Linked DNA regions of Mus musculus: all the other regions are linked to region 3. The links are chromatin contacts, called in public HiChIP or PLAC-seq and promoter capture Hi-C maps. All regions are on one chromosome and are shown on one strand. The core of a region is the stretch at or near the end of the contact, and the rest is flanking DNA. Distances in the headings are between cores, read along the strand shown. Region 1 has its middle 15 kb from the start of Gm44851. Region 2 overlaps Iqgap1 (IQ motif containing GTPase activating protein 1). Region 3 overlaps Crtc3 (CREB regulated transcription coactivator 3).

Region 1 (3,837 bases), core at 1,170-3,669, 210 kb before region 3:
CATATTGTCTCTGTCAGTGGGTGTAGGTTGATGTAATGAGGAAACAGGACATTGCTAGGAAGAGGGGTGACCTCAGACTGCTGTTCTCCACATGAGTCCTCAAAACGGAGGCCTCAAGATAATGATTGTGACTTCACGGATAACCGAAGGTGTGGGTCCTAGCCCTTATCTGGGGCAGGAAGTGACTATGGGAAACCTAAACCAACATGAAATCCCCACAGCGCAGCTTTTTCTCCCCAGGACTCGTCTTCACAGAAATAGGTTAGTGGGACACCTCACCTGTAAGGAGCATTAGGGGAACTTGCTGAGGGTTCGCTGAAACAGGCCACTTGAGCATCTTAGCTAAGCAAATTCACAGCCGTCACGTCTACATCCTAGCCTGTGGCAGACATTGGTAATCAGTCAAGAGGGGGACAGACCCCTTTGTCCACAGTGTTCCAGACATCCACAGTTGCTCTATCAGGGTTTACCCCATGAGCCCTGGCTGTGGTTACACTTGCCTATGGTCCCAGTGTTTAGGAGATGGAGGAAGATTGCTGTGGGGAATCCAGACCAGTCTGAGATACAAAGTACATTCCAGGCTGGCCTGTGATACATCCCAAGACCCTGTTGGTTTTGTAGGCTGGGAGCTGTGGCCCCTGGCCTGAGATCTTGTGTTGGGTGATGGAGCCAAGAAAAAGTGCCCATGTATCACATGTCAGCAGCAGATGCCATGCCAGCCCAGCATGTCAACAAGCAGAGTGTGAAGTCCCAGGGTACTTGAATGACCTTATAAAATTTGAACTTTCTGAATTCTGTGAGTCAGTTGGGCAACACTGGGAGGCCCAGGGCCCAGATGGGCAGCTGTCTCCTCACATCCATTTGAACTTCTAGCCTCAGGGCTTGTGTCCCCCACTGATTCCCCAGTACCAAGAATGATAGCTCCTGTCTCTTGGATTAACCACCCAGGCACATACAGAGGGCAGAATCAATACAACAGAACAAGCTGGCCTTAGGGTGGTCCCGGCTCTACACAGTCATCTCTGCCCCAGGTTCCTGATCCATTGCTGAGGAAGCTGACCCAGAAATAACTTTGTGAAGCCTCAGTTTCTTCATCCATTAAATGGGGATAATGATACCTCCCACTGTAGCAATGTCACAAGAATGGGGTGAACTAATTCTATAAACCGTTTGGCATGGTGCCTGGCACACAGCAGGTGCTCACAGAGGACAGTTGGCAAGATGACCTGACTGGGGGACTTTTCCAGCTGTGAGAGGCCAGTCTGTGACCCCTACTTCCTTTGGGAACTGCTACCTCACACCTGTGGAGTAGGCACCGGAGACAGAATACATTGGCCAAACTTGGAGCCTGAGAAAATGTGTCACTCTGTGGGAAATGGCAGAGGGTGTTGGTCTCAAGCTCTCCCTGACTAGGCCTCAAGTGCCCTGCAGCCTCCCGTGGTGTGTGTGTGTGTGTATGTGTTTGTGCTCGATAGTGTTTGGCTGAGGCTCCTCCCTCTCCTGTCTTTCCCTGAGAGGATTCTTAGTATTTTCTGGGGCCAGGATGGGTAACCCCATAATTTCCTCAGTTAGAATCAGGAGAAGAATGTATCTACCAATTCTGATTCCTGCCCATACCCAAGGCCACCCCCTGATCCTCAGCTCCATGTGTCCCCTCAAGTCACCAGAGAGGAATAGGAGGCTCTGGGTGGGGGAAAGAAAGATGTTGTTATTGTTTATAATAGTTTGGCTATTTTTATTTGGAGATAGGGTCTCACTAAGTTGCCCAGGCTGGCCATGAGCTGGTTTCTCCCAGCTCAGCCTCTGGAGTATCCCCGTGTTCCCTGTCAGGCCTGGACAATGGCCCTCATCTACTGTTTGTTTCTCTCAGTGTGGGATCTGAGCTTCCTTTCTGCAGTGCGTTTTACCAACAGCTGCTGCTTTCCCTACTACACTATGGGCAATAGCCCATCCGAGGGAGAGCACTCGTCCAGCCTTTGCGAGGTGCTGGGTTCTATTCCCAGCGCTGCAAAGCAAACAGGGACCTGGCGCTGTGGCAACGTGCTGCTTGGTGAAAGGCTTTGAGGCTAGATTTTATTTTCTTCTGTCAAACTTTTTCTTAGTAACCATGATTTGCATTTAAAAAAAAAAGTCAGAACTGCAGGCCAGCCTGGTCTAACATCAAGTTCCAGCAGGGCTACATAGTGACACACACACACACACACACACACATCCAAATAGCACAATAAACATGATCCATATACCCATACTCCTCCAGGAAGATGGATAGGTACCTTCCATCCCTCCAACATGAACCCAGAGCCTTGGACACGCAGGGGGAGGCCTCTACATCTGCTAACTCAGTCTCAAGGCAGGTGACTGGGAACCTCGGGTTGGGACTGCAGCTACGAACCCAGCTGGGCTCCTTCACATATCTAAATAGACATCAGCCTAGGGTGGGGCTGGTCCATTGCTCAGAGTCTAGTCAGCTTCCTTGTTCCTCAGTTCTAGGAAATCTTTCAGTGGCTTAAGAGGCTGACCCAGACCTCTGTCATCTGATATCAAAGGCAGTTGACCTTGATGAAGCTCAGGCCATGGGGGGTGGGGTGGAGTGGGGGCTCCCTGAGGAACTGGGCCAAGTGGAGGGATAGTGACCAGCAAGGGTGACATTTTCCTCACTTTTTTTAATCTGTTGCACTGCTGCATCAGGGTCCTTTGGAGGAGGCGCAGCTTGTGAGTCTCTGAGTAGTCCCCAGAGGACCAGGAAGCTGTGGAGAGAGGGCAAGGTGAGGGGAAAGCACAGCAGAGACCCCCATGTCCCCACCGGCAAGGTCCCCATGTCCTTTGTGGCCTCACAGACTTTGGCCACCACGCTGTGGCCACAGATGCGTTGCTGTCGGGGACTCTCCCGCTTTGTTCTGTTCTGCTGTAGCTCAGTGAGACAGATCTGTGGGTGCCGATCTCAGGTGACCGACCTCACCGAGGCCTTCACAGGCAGAGACTGGGAGAGGCTCTGACATTTGGGCTGGGGCAGTCCTTTGGGTGAGACTGCCCCTGTCTCTATTTAGCATATAAAGACACCTCTGCCAATCTGATAAATTTAAAAGACTTCTTGATGGTGGGTGGGAGGGATGCCTCTAATGCAAGCCCTCAGGAGGGGGATGCTGAAGAAGGATCAGGGGTTCAAGTTCCAGGGGCCAGAGCTCCAGAGCATGGGCCCCAGAAATCAACAAGGATCCTGGTGAAGATGGGGCTCGGAAACCGAGCTCGCATCCAGAGAGTCTAGGATCCTGCCATAGCAGACACCCATTGGAATACTAACACAGTCCAGTATACAGCACTGAAGTGTGTCCTGTCCCACGCATGTTCTGTCCCTATTGCTGGCCCCTCACGAGGCAGAGCCTGTTTTCTCTCCCCTTGCAGTAGAGCCGGCCCAGGGCCTCTTGTAGAATGAAATATGGTGGAAGCCATGCTGTTTGGACTCCAAAGTCAAGCCTCTGCCATTCCCCCACAATTGTTCTCTGAGCCTTCTTTGTTGGGGTGAGGAAGCCACAAGGCAGGGCCACACAGAGACGTCAGCGGCTGCTCAGTGATCTCTGTTGGTCTCCATCAGCACTAGTAGCCAGCCATGTTGGTGAGACGCTTGGGGACTCCAGCTCTGGCTCATCATGGCTTTTCTCTAAGGACCAACGCAATAACCTTTAAGTCAGTGTTTGGTTCCTGAATAGGAGACAGAGTTTCTGCTTCAGGTCAGAAACCACTGGGCTTTTGGCCAAGAAAGGCCTATGATTACAGCAGTGGCCTCAGAGGCCATAGCAAACTGGAGAAACCAGAGGCTGGAACTTTAGCAAGGAGTCT
Region 2 (3,702 bases), core at 907-3,406, 150 kb after region 3:
TAAACATTTCTAACCATTAAACAATACTGAATAGTGTTAGAATTGATTCTGAGGAGGAAAGAACTTTAGAAAGATAGAACACATATTCAGAATGTGTTAAGCCCAGGGTTTAATCTCTAGCAAAACCAAAAGGATGACTTAAACATTGAAATGGGGGCTGGTGAGATGGCTCAGTGGGTAAGAGCACCCGACTGCTCTTCTGAAGGTCCGGAGTTCAAATCCCAGCAACCACATGGTGGCTCACAACCATCTGTAATGTGGTCTGACTCCCTCTTCTGGAGTGTCTGAAGACAGCTACAGTGTACTTACATATAATAAATAAATAAATCTTTAAAAAAAAAAAACATTGAAATGGGAAATAGTTTTTAATATTCTGTTGTTGTTTATGATGATGTTTTTATTTTTCGAGACAGGGTTTATCCATGTAGCCCTGGTTGTCCTGGAACTCTCTGAGACCAGGCTGGGTTCAAACTCACAGAGATCTGACTGCCTCTGCCTCCCAAGAACTGGGATTAAAGCCATGTGCCACCACTGCCCCTTTCAGTTGTTGTATGTGTATGCTGTTTTACCTGCCTGTGTGTACAGGTGCCATGTGTGTGCTGGGTACCCACACAGATCAGAAGAAGGCATAGGATAGAGTCTCTGGAATTGGGGATTACAGATGGTTGTTAGCTGCCATGTAGGTGCTGGAAACTGAACCAGGATTCTTTGCAAGAGTACCGACTGCTCTTAACCACTAAGCCATTTCTCCTGCCCTCACATATATAAACAAGTATTTTTGGTTGCCCAAGAGGCTGCTCCAAGGTTGTACCTTATTTGCACAATCCCTCATTTACAAATTATGGATGACTTATCCAAGGTCACTGCTACTAAGTGGCAAAGATGAACCCACTCTTGGTTTGGAACTCTTCTCACAGGGCACCACTGTTGTTGTTGCCATGAGACAGGATCCAGCAGAACTGGGTACCACAGGGGTCTACACAGAGGGAAGTGTCAGAAATCCCATGCAGGGGAAGGCTGGGAATGCCCCAGGACTGTCTCTTTAACACTGGGTCAGACAGTTCATCTCAACAGCAGACCCACCCATAACTCTCAACTCAGACACAAACTCTCTCATAAAATACAGCAGTTAGAGCTGGCAAGAGGGTAGAGTGGGTAAAAGTACTTTGCCACCAAACCTGACAAACTCTGTTTGATCCCCAGGACACGGTGGAAGAACCACTCTCAAAAGCTACCCTCTGATCTACACACACACACACACACACACACACACACACACATATACACACATACACACATACACACACACTTATGGCACATGCACCCTTCCCCCAAATAAATACATGAATAAATACATGTAATATTATTTTTAATTTAAGCATTTTAATTTGTCCTTATAAATTCATTTAAGATACATTTAAAAGTTAGTATCTGTGCCTCAGCAGTTGAGAGTTTGCATAGCACGCTTATTGCCCTACGTTCAATCCCCAGCACTGTGAAACATAGACAAATAAATGGGGAATAAAAAAATGGTTAAAAAAATAATCAATGCATAAAAGATAATTCATCAGCCAATGCAAAATTTTCTCCGCAACCCCGGTGATGCCGCCTCAAACAGTGTTCCCAAACAGCTAAAGTGAAGCATGAGAGGCACTGCCACACACAGAGATCAAAAACACTGGAGGGAAAGCATTTCCTCTGTGGACACAGCAGCCAGAAAGCTTTTCTGACACCAGCACCACCAGCTTTTTGCAGGCCACTCAGGCTGCCTTCTGGAACATGGCAGAAGGATGAGGGCATCATGTGACCAGCATCACCCGGGAACCTAGAAAGATCCACACTTAACAAGACACCCAGCACCTGACCAACCAGTCCTCCTCCTCTTGGTTTTTGTTTTAAGTCGGAGTCTCATTGTGTGGCCAAGGTCGGCCTCAAACCTGTGGTCCTCCTCAGTACTAGGATCACATGGTGGTTTATAGAGACCTGTGCCATGGCACTCTGCTCTTCATTTGCTAACAGAGGATGGTAGCAAAAACCTCCAAATAGGTTTGTTGTTAAGAATTCAGTAAGATTGTGACTGGAGTCTAGCCCAGTGCTTGGCAGATGATTAAAGACGTCTGTGCCTTTTCCTCCTGTGAGTCACACTCGCTACTTGATACTTCCGTTAAGTACAATGATTCCAGTTCCGTCAAGTATTCCCGTAAAAAGAATAATAATAGCGCATGCCCATAGAGCGTTCTGGATGATGACACAGTATATATAATTGCTAGGAATACCGGCTGGCACAGAGAAGGCACAGGCGTGTGGGGCCTGCTCCTCGGGACCCTCACATCCTTCCCACCCATCTCTGAACATTCTCCAACTGAACACAAGACCTACAGCCACAAGGAGAGAGCCTCTGAGCGTGTCCGTGAGGGAATTTTTCAATTCGGTTAGCTAAGATGAGAAGACCCATCCTACTGTGAGCAGTACCACTTCACAGCCTACGTCCCAGGCTGATCAAAATGAGACAGCCAGCTGAGCACCAGTGGACATCATTCCACTCACTGAGCTTGCAATGTGACCTCAAACTCCTGTCGCCATAACGGGCTGCACCCTCGAACTATAAACTAAAATAGAACCCTCCTTCCAGGCATGGTGGCACACATCTGTAATCCCAGTACTCAGAAGGCACAATGAAATTGAACTTGGTGAGTTCTAGGCCAGCCAGAGCTACAAATGAAACCTTGTCTTTAAAAGGAAAAAAAAAAAAAAAACAGAACAGAAAGTTTATTTTTTTTCCTTAAGTTCAGAAAATATCATACCAAGTGATGACTAAGAATATCCTACATGTGATCAGGATTCAGCCACAGATACAGCTTAGTGACAAAATTGCTATTTTTATAGAAAGTAGAGTTCCTCCTCTCACAAACGGTATAAATATTCATTATTTTCTCCTCAAACTACTTGCATGTAACCTATATGGGAATTATATTCAAAGTTCTATCTATCTGGAACTACTTCACAGAGTACTAGACTGAAAGGCCTGTTGTAAATATAAAACAAAAACAAAAACAAACAAACAAAAAAAATCTAACACCATGTGGCAGCTCCGAAACTAAATGCACGCATCGCCTCATGTGATCTTTGCATCAACCTCAGGAAACTAAGTAGCTTGGCCTCGCTTCACAAACTGAACGGAAAGTCACCCAAGAGCACCGCTGGGCAGCTCTCGCTTGACCATGATTCGAAGTTCACACTGTTTTCTTTAAGCCGGTCTTTTTTTTCTATTATGCATGTGGTTATTTGGCATGTATGTCTGTGCACTGTGTGTCTGCAGTGTCTGTGGGAGCCAGAAGAGGATATCATCAGATCAGATCCTCTGGGACTAGAGTTCCCTACAGTGGTGAGCCACCATGCCGATGCTGGGATTCAAACCCACGTCCTCTGGAAGAACAACTTGCTCTTAACTGCTGAAGATGTCCACAGCCCTCGAGTCCACAACATAGTCCTTCCTTCCGGGACAGCGACAGGTACAGCCTACTGAACACTCACCCTCCCACACAAGCTCAAGCTCTAGCACTGGGCTTCCTCACGCCAGCAGCAGCCCAGTTCCCGACCTCAAGCCCTCAGAGAGAAGCCATACGAGGATGAAACCTTGGTGACTGCTGCTGATATAATTAGTAGGAAAACTGAGCGCTTGTGTAATTACAAGATGATTTT
Region 3 (3,725 bases), core at 351-2,850:
AGTACAGTCCTTCCTAGGACTTTACCTGTTCCATTCCCAATGTCAGAACATTTCCTGGGAACTGCTAAGTTCTTGAATATACTATCTATGGTGACTTGAATGAGAACAGCCCTCATAGCCTCTCATGTTTGAATACTTGGTCTCTAGTTGGTAGAACTAGTTAGGAAAGATTAGGAGGCGTGGCCTTGTTGTAGGAGGTGTCACTGGGTAGGGGTGGACTTTGAGGTTTCAGAAGACATTCCCAGTTAGCTGTCTCTGCTTTGAGGTTGTGTCTCAGGATGTGAGTGCCCAGCTATCGCTCCAGTGCCATGCCTGCCAGCATGCTTTCTGCCATGCTCCCCACAATGATGTCATGGACTCTAAGCCCCTAATAAACTCTTTCTTCTATAATTTTCCTTGGACATGGTGTCTTATCACAGAACTAGAAAAGTAACTAAGATACTATCTGAAGTTATTTTCCTTAATTAATTAATTATTACTATTTGCCTCTTAGCTGTCCACCGTCTCCCAAAGGACTGTAAAACTCAAAAATACAGGGTTGATATCCCCTTCATCACTTTGAGCTCTGTGCCTAAGACATTGCCTGGTCCAGGAAAGGGTCTCCATGTGTGTTTAGTGAGTGGACACATCACACCCTACTTCTTTCTTAACCTTTAAGCCTCAATCCCCTTCTCTCTCCCGTCCGTGTCTCTCTCTCTCTCTCTCTCTCTCTCTCTCTCTCTCTCCATCTCTCTCTCCCCCTACCCCTTTTCTTCCCTTTTCTCTCTTTCCCTTCCCCCTCCTTCCAGTCTTTTCCTTCTTCATGCTGAGAATGAACCCTAGGCTGTGCACAAGCCATAAGGCTCTGCCACTGAGCCACGCTACCAGGGAAATTTTTTTTCTTGAACCCAAACCCTCAAGAATGCTAGGCAAGCACCTACCACTGAGCTGCACACTCCAGCCCCTGCACAGTTCAATCAGGCAGAGAAACATCTGGTTGTTTGCTAGAGGATTCCAAGCCATTTGGACAATCGCTCGGTGTGCCACTCCACATCAGATGTGCTCGTTAGATAAACTGCTTCCCTTTACCCTCTACATTCTACATGAAGTGTGGGAAGGAATTCCCACGATCCTACATCATTCTTATGTGCCCTGACGGACACCATGTAACAGAGAGAACTAGAAGTCACTGCAGCCCTGTGGGCTGGATCTGTCCAGTGGGGAGAGCTGGGAGAAGTCAACACTCCCCAGAACCACTGTCCTCACCTCTCAGCAGAGAGAGACCTAGAGGCCATGATGGCCAGGAAAGCTGGGCTTCCTCTCTACATCCCTGCTGTTCCTCACAGGAGTATTCTCCTGCATATGTTAGCATGGCCACTGAGTGGACGAGCCTGGGCTACATGAGTCGCAGCAGTGGACTCTTGGGCAACTTACTCTGATATCTTAGTTTTCTCGTGGGAAAACTGAGGGTTAAAAAACAAACGACTCATTGAATTCTGAGGACTAAATGACATATAAATTGCCTAGCACAGTGTCTGGCATGGGTAGGTGCTCAGTAAACATGAGTGCCCTCCCCCACTTCCTGGTTTCTAAGCTTATGAAGCCAACTCTGCCATCACTGCCAGGAATCAGCTCTCTGCAGGGAGACTCGCCCCGCCCATCTGCTCCTTCCTCCGCCAGGCTTGTCCTGAGCTCAGTGAAGTGAGAGAAGCTTCCTCACTTCTGCCTCTCCTTGTCCTAACCAGCAGGCTCAGGTTTGTCTGCCCCAACCCTCAGTACTGTGCTGGCCCCACTCAGAAAGCCACCCTAGCCTGGCCCCTGTCCGACTCCCAACAGACAGTGCTGAGCTCAGCCGGTCGGGCTCACAGCTCCTTTCTTCATTACTCAGCCACACAGAGTGCGCTGGTACATCTCTGTTTAGGAGGCTTCCTAAACGCCCACTTTACATCTTACCTGTCATTTACTGAGTCTGAGACTAGACAGACAGACAGTCTTGTAAGATTTCCTCTTTCAGTTCCAAAAGCAGGTCATCAGGTCAACAAAACACAAACACATGGATCTGCCTGGGTTTGGCTAGACAGCCTACATCTCTCTAGTTGATTCAAAGTCAAGCTTAATACTGCTGATTTCTGAAGAAAACGTCAAAGATGCCTTGTCCACCAGAACTGAATGCTTATGTTCTGTTCTAGTCAACGGAACTTTACCGACGCTCTCATAACCAACGACCGAGCTCTTCCCAGTCTGGCTGTAGGGATGTTTACAGTTTTAAACTCTGTTACTTTTATTGCTTCCTCTCTGCAGATCAGATGAAGCTCTGAGGCCACAGGGGAACCACAGGGAGATAAATCCCGGCCATTTCTCAATCATTTCAAAACACACTCTCCTCAGACAGGGAAAAAGGATATCTGTCTCCCTGGCTTGTCCCCAGACCTTCGGTGAAGGGGGTGGAAGCGGTTCCGGGCTGGCCTCTCCACCAGCCCATGGTGGCGGGTTCCACGAACATTATCGGCTTGATGAAGTGATGGCTGCAGAGAGAAAGAAGAACAGTTAGCCTCAACCATGAACTGCCACTCACCCTCAGGAGCAACTGGTAACAGACAAAAGCCGGAGCTTCTAACTTTACTATTGCATGTTGGTGCTTTGCGTCAAAGTAAATAAAATGTCACACATGGCTCTGTTTCTATATAATTACAGAATATATCAAAAATAGCCTTTAATGTGTTAATATGGAAGCAGGCAGATTCTATACAAAAATTGTCACAATTAGGAAATGGAGAATCCGGGGGACTACGACTTCAAGCTCTTCTTGCTCTTCTAAAATTCTCCTCTAAGATGTGTTTATTGGGCCAGCAAGATAGGTCAGTGGGTAAAGGTGCCTGCCTCACCAACCCCGAGTCTGAGTTCAACCCCTGATCCCACAAACAGAAGGAAGGAAAGAACCAACTCTATGAAGTTATTCTCGGATCTCTACACAAATGCCAGACGCACTCGCCCCCATACACAGACACACACACACACACACACACACACACAGACACACACACACACACGCACACACACGTTTAAAACTGCAATATCGAGCTGGGTGCCACACACCAGTAATCCCAGAATTTGAAGGGTAGAGGCAGAATAATCACAATTTCAAAGCCAACCTAGGCCACAGGGTGAAACAAACAAATAAACAAAACCAAAAATAAATATCAAAAAGAAATCAAACCCTGTTGCCCTACAGTACTTAATGCTCCTTTTGCTCTTCAAGCCTACCTGTATATAACCTTTACATTATATAACTGTATATAACCTTTACATTATATAACTGTATATAACTGTATATAACTGTATGTAACTTTATATTAACAAGCCTACCTGTATATAACCTTTACATTATATAACTGTATATAACCTTTACATTATATAACTGTATATAACTTTATATTAACTTTTATATTGTTGCACCTCAGAGTGAACATTTCTGATATATAGCTTTTATGCGTGACATTATTTCATAAATATGTTATAAAACCTATTTATTAGTTCAGAAATCACACAGTACTTCATCTCTAGTATTCAAAAAACCAGCAATCTATATTGTAGTTCAAAAATGTATGAAATCCCTCAACATCTTCCACTTGCTAACAAGCTCCTCTGTCCTCCTGGTGTATAAGATGGGGATGATAACTTCCACTCAGGCTTGTTAAGGACATGAAATAAAGGACCAGCAAGATGGCTCAGTGGTTTTAGTTTGC

Evidence for each region. HiChIP or PLAC-seq counts read pairs in DNA pulled down with a chosen protein or histone mark. Capture Hi-C pulls out chosen DNA fragments and counts their contacts.
Region 1: a contact with region 3 is called in an H3K27ac HiChIP or PLAC-seq map of acute myeloid leukemia, with 2.1 times the contacts expected there. The contact joins two enhancer-like sites. A contact is called at or near these places in 2 of 39 promoter capture datasets (cranial neural crest and stem cell-derived epiblast-like cells), 5 of 115 datasets of contacts at active chromatin or transcription factors (acute myeloid leukemia, effector CD8 T cells, embryonic stem cells and 2 more) and 1 of 9 other capture datasets (pancreatic islet).
Region 2: a contact with region 3 is called in a promoter capture Hi-C map of adipose tissue. The contact joins two enhancer-like sites. A contact is called at or near these places in 1 of 484 Hi-C or Micro-C datasets (CD8 T cells), 2 of 115 datasets of contacts at active chromatin or transcription factors (effector CD8 T cells and embryonic stem cells) and 1 of 9 other capture datasets (adipose tissue).

Annotation. Positions count from the first base shown.
Region 1 is chr7:80,417,037-80,420,873 of GRCm38.p6, forward strand. No RefSeq gene overlaps it. Among named protein-coding and RNA genes, the nearest start is that of Gm44851, 15 kb to the left of the region's middle. Within about 2 kb of position 2,420, at least 28 of the 459 cell types and tissues checked have an H3K27ac peak or open chromatin away from gene starts, as enhancers often do. A contact at or near this core is called in acute myeloid leukemia, where this site is marked.
Region 2 is chr7:80,772,230-80,775,931 of GRCm38.p6, forward strand. All of the region lies in intron 2 of Iqgap1 (IQ motif containing GTPase activating protein 1), which reads right to left. Among named protein-coding and RNA genes, the nearest start is that of Iqgap1, 29 kb to the right of the region's middle. Within about 2 kb of position 2,157, at least 128 of the 459 cell types and tissues checked have an H3K27ac peak or open chromatin away from gene starts, as enhancers often do. A contact at or near this core is called in adipose tissue, where this site is marked.
Region 3 is chr7:80,627,236-80,630,960 of GRCm38.p6, forward strand. Crtc3 (CREB regulated transcription coactivator 3) reads right to left here. Exons shown (of 15, transcript NM_173863.2): 3 at 2,385-2,504. Among named protein-coding and RNA genes, the nearest start is that of Gm15880, 6.9 kb to the right of the region's middle. Within about 2 kb of position 1,601, at least 231 of the 459 cell types and tissues checked have an H3K27ac peak or open chromatin away from gene starts, as enhancers often do. A contact at or near this core is called in acute myeloid leukemia and adipose tissue, where this site is marked.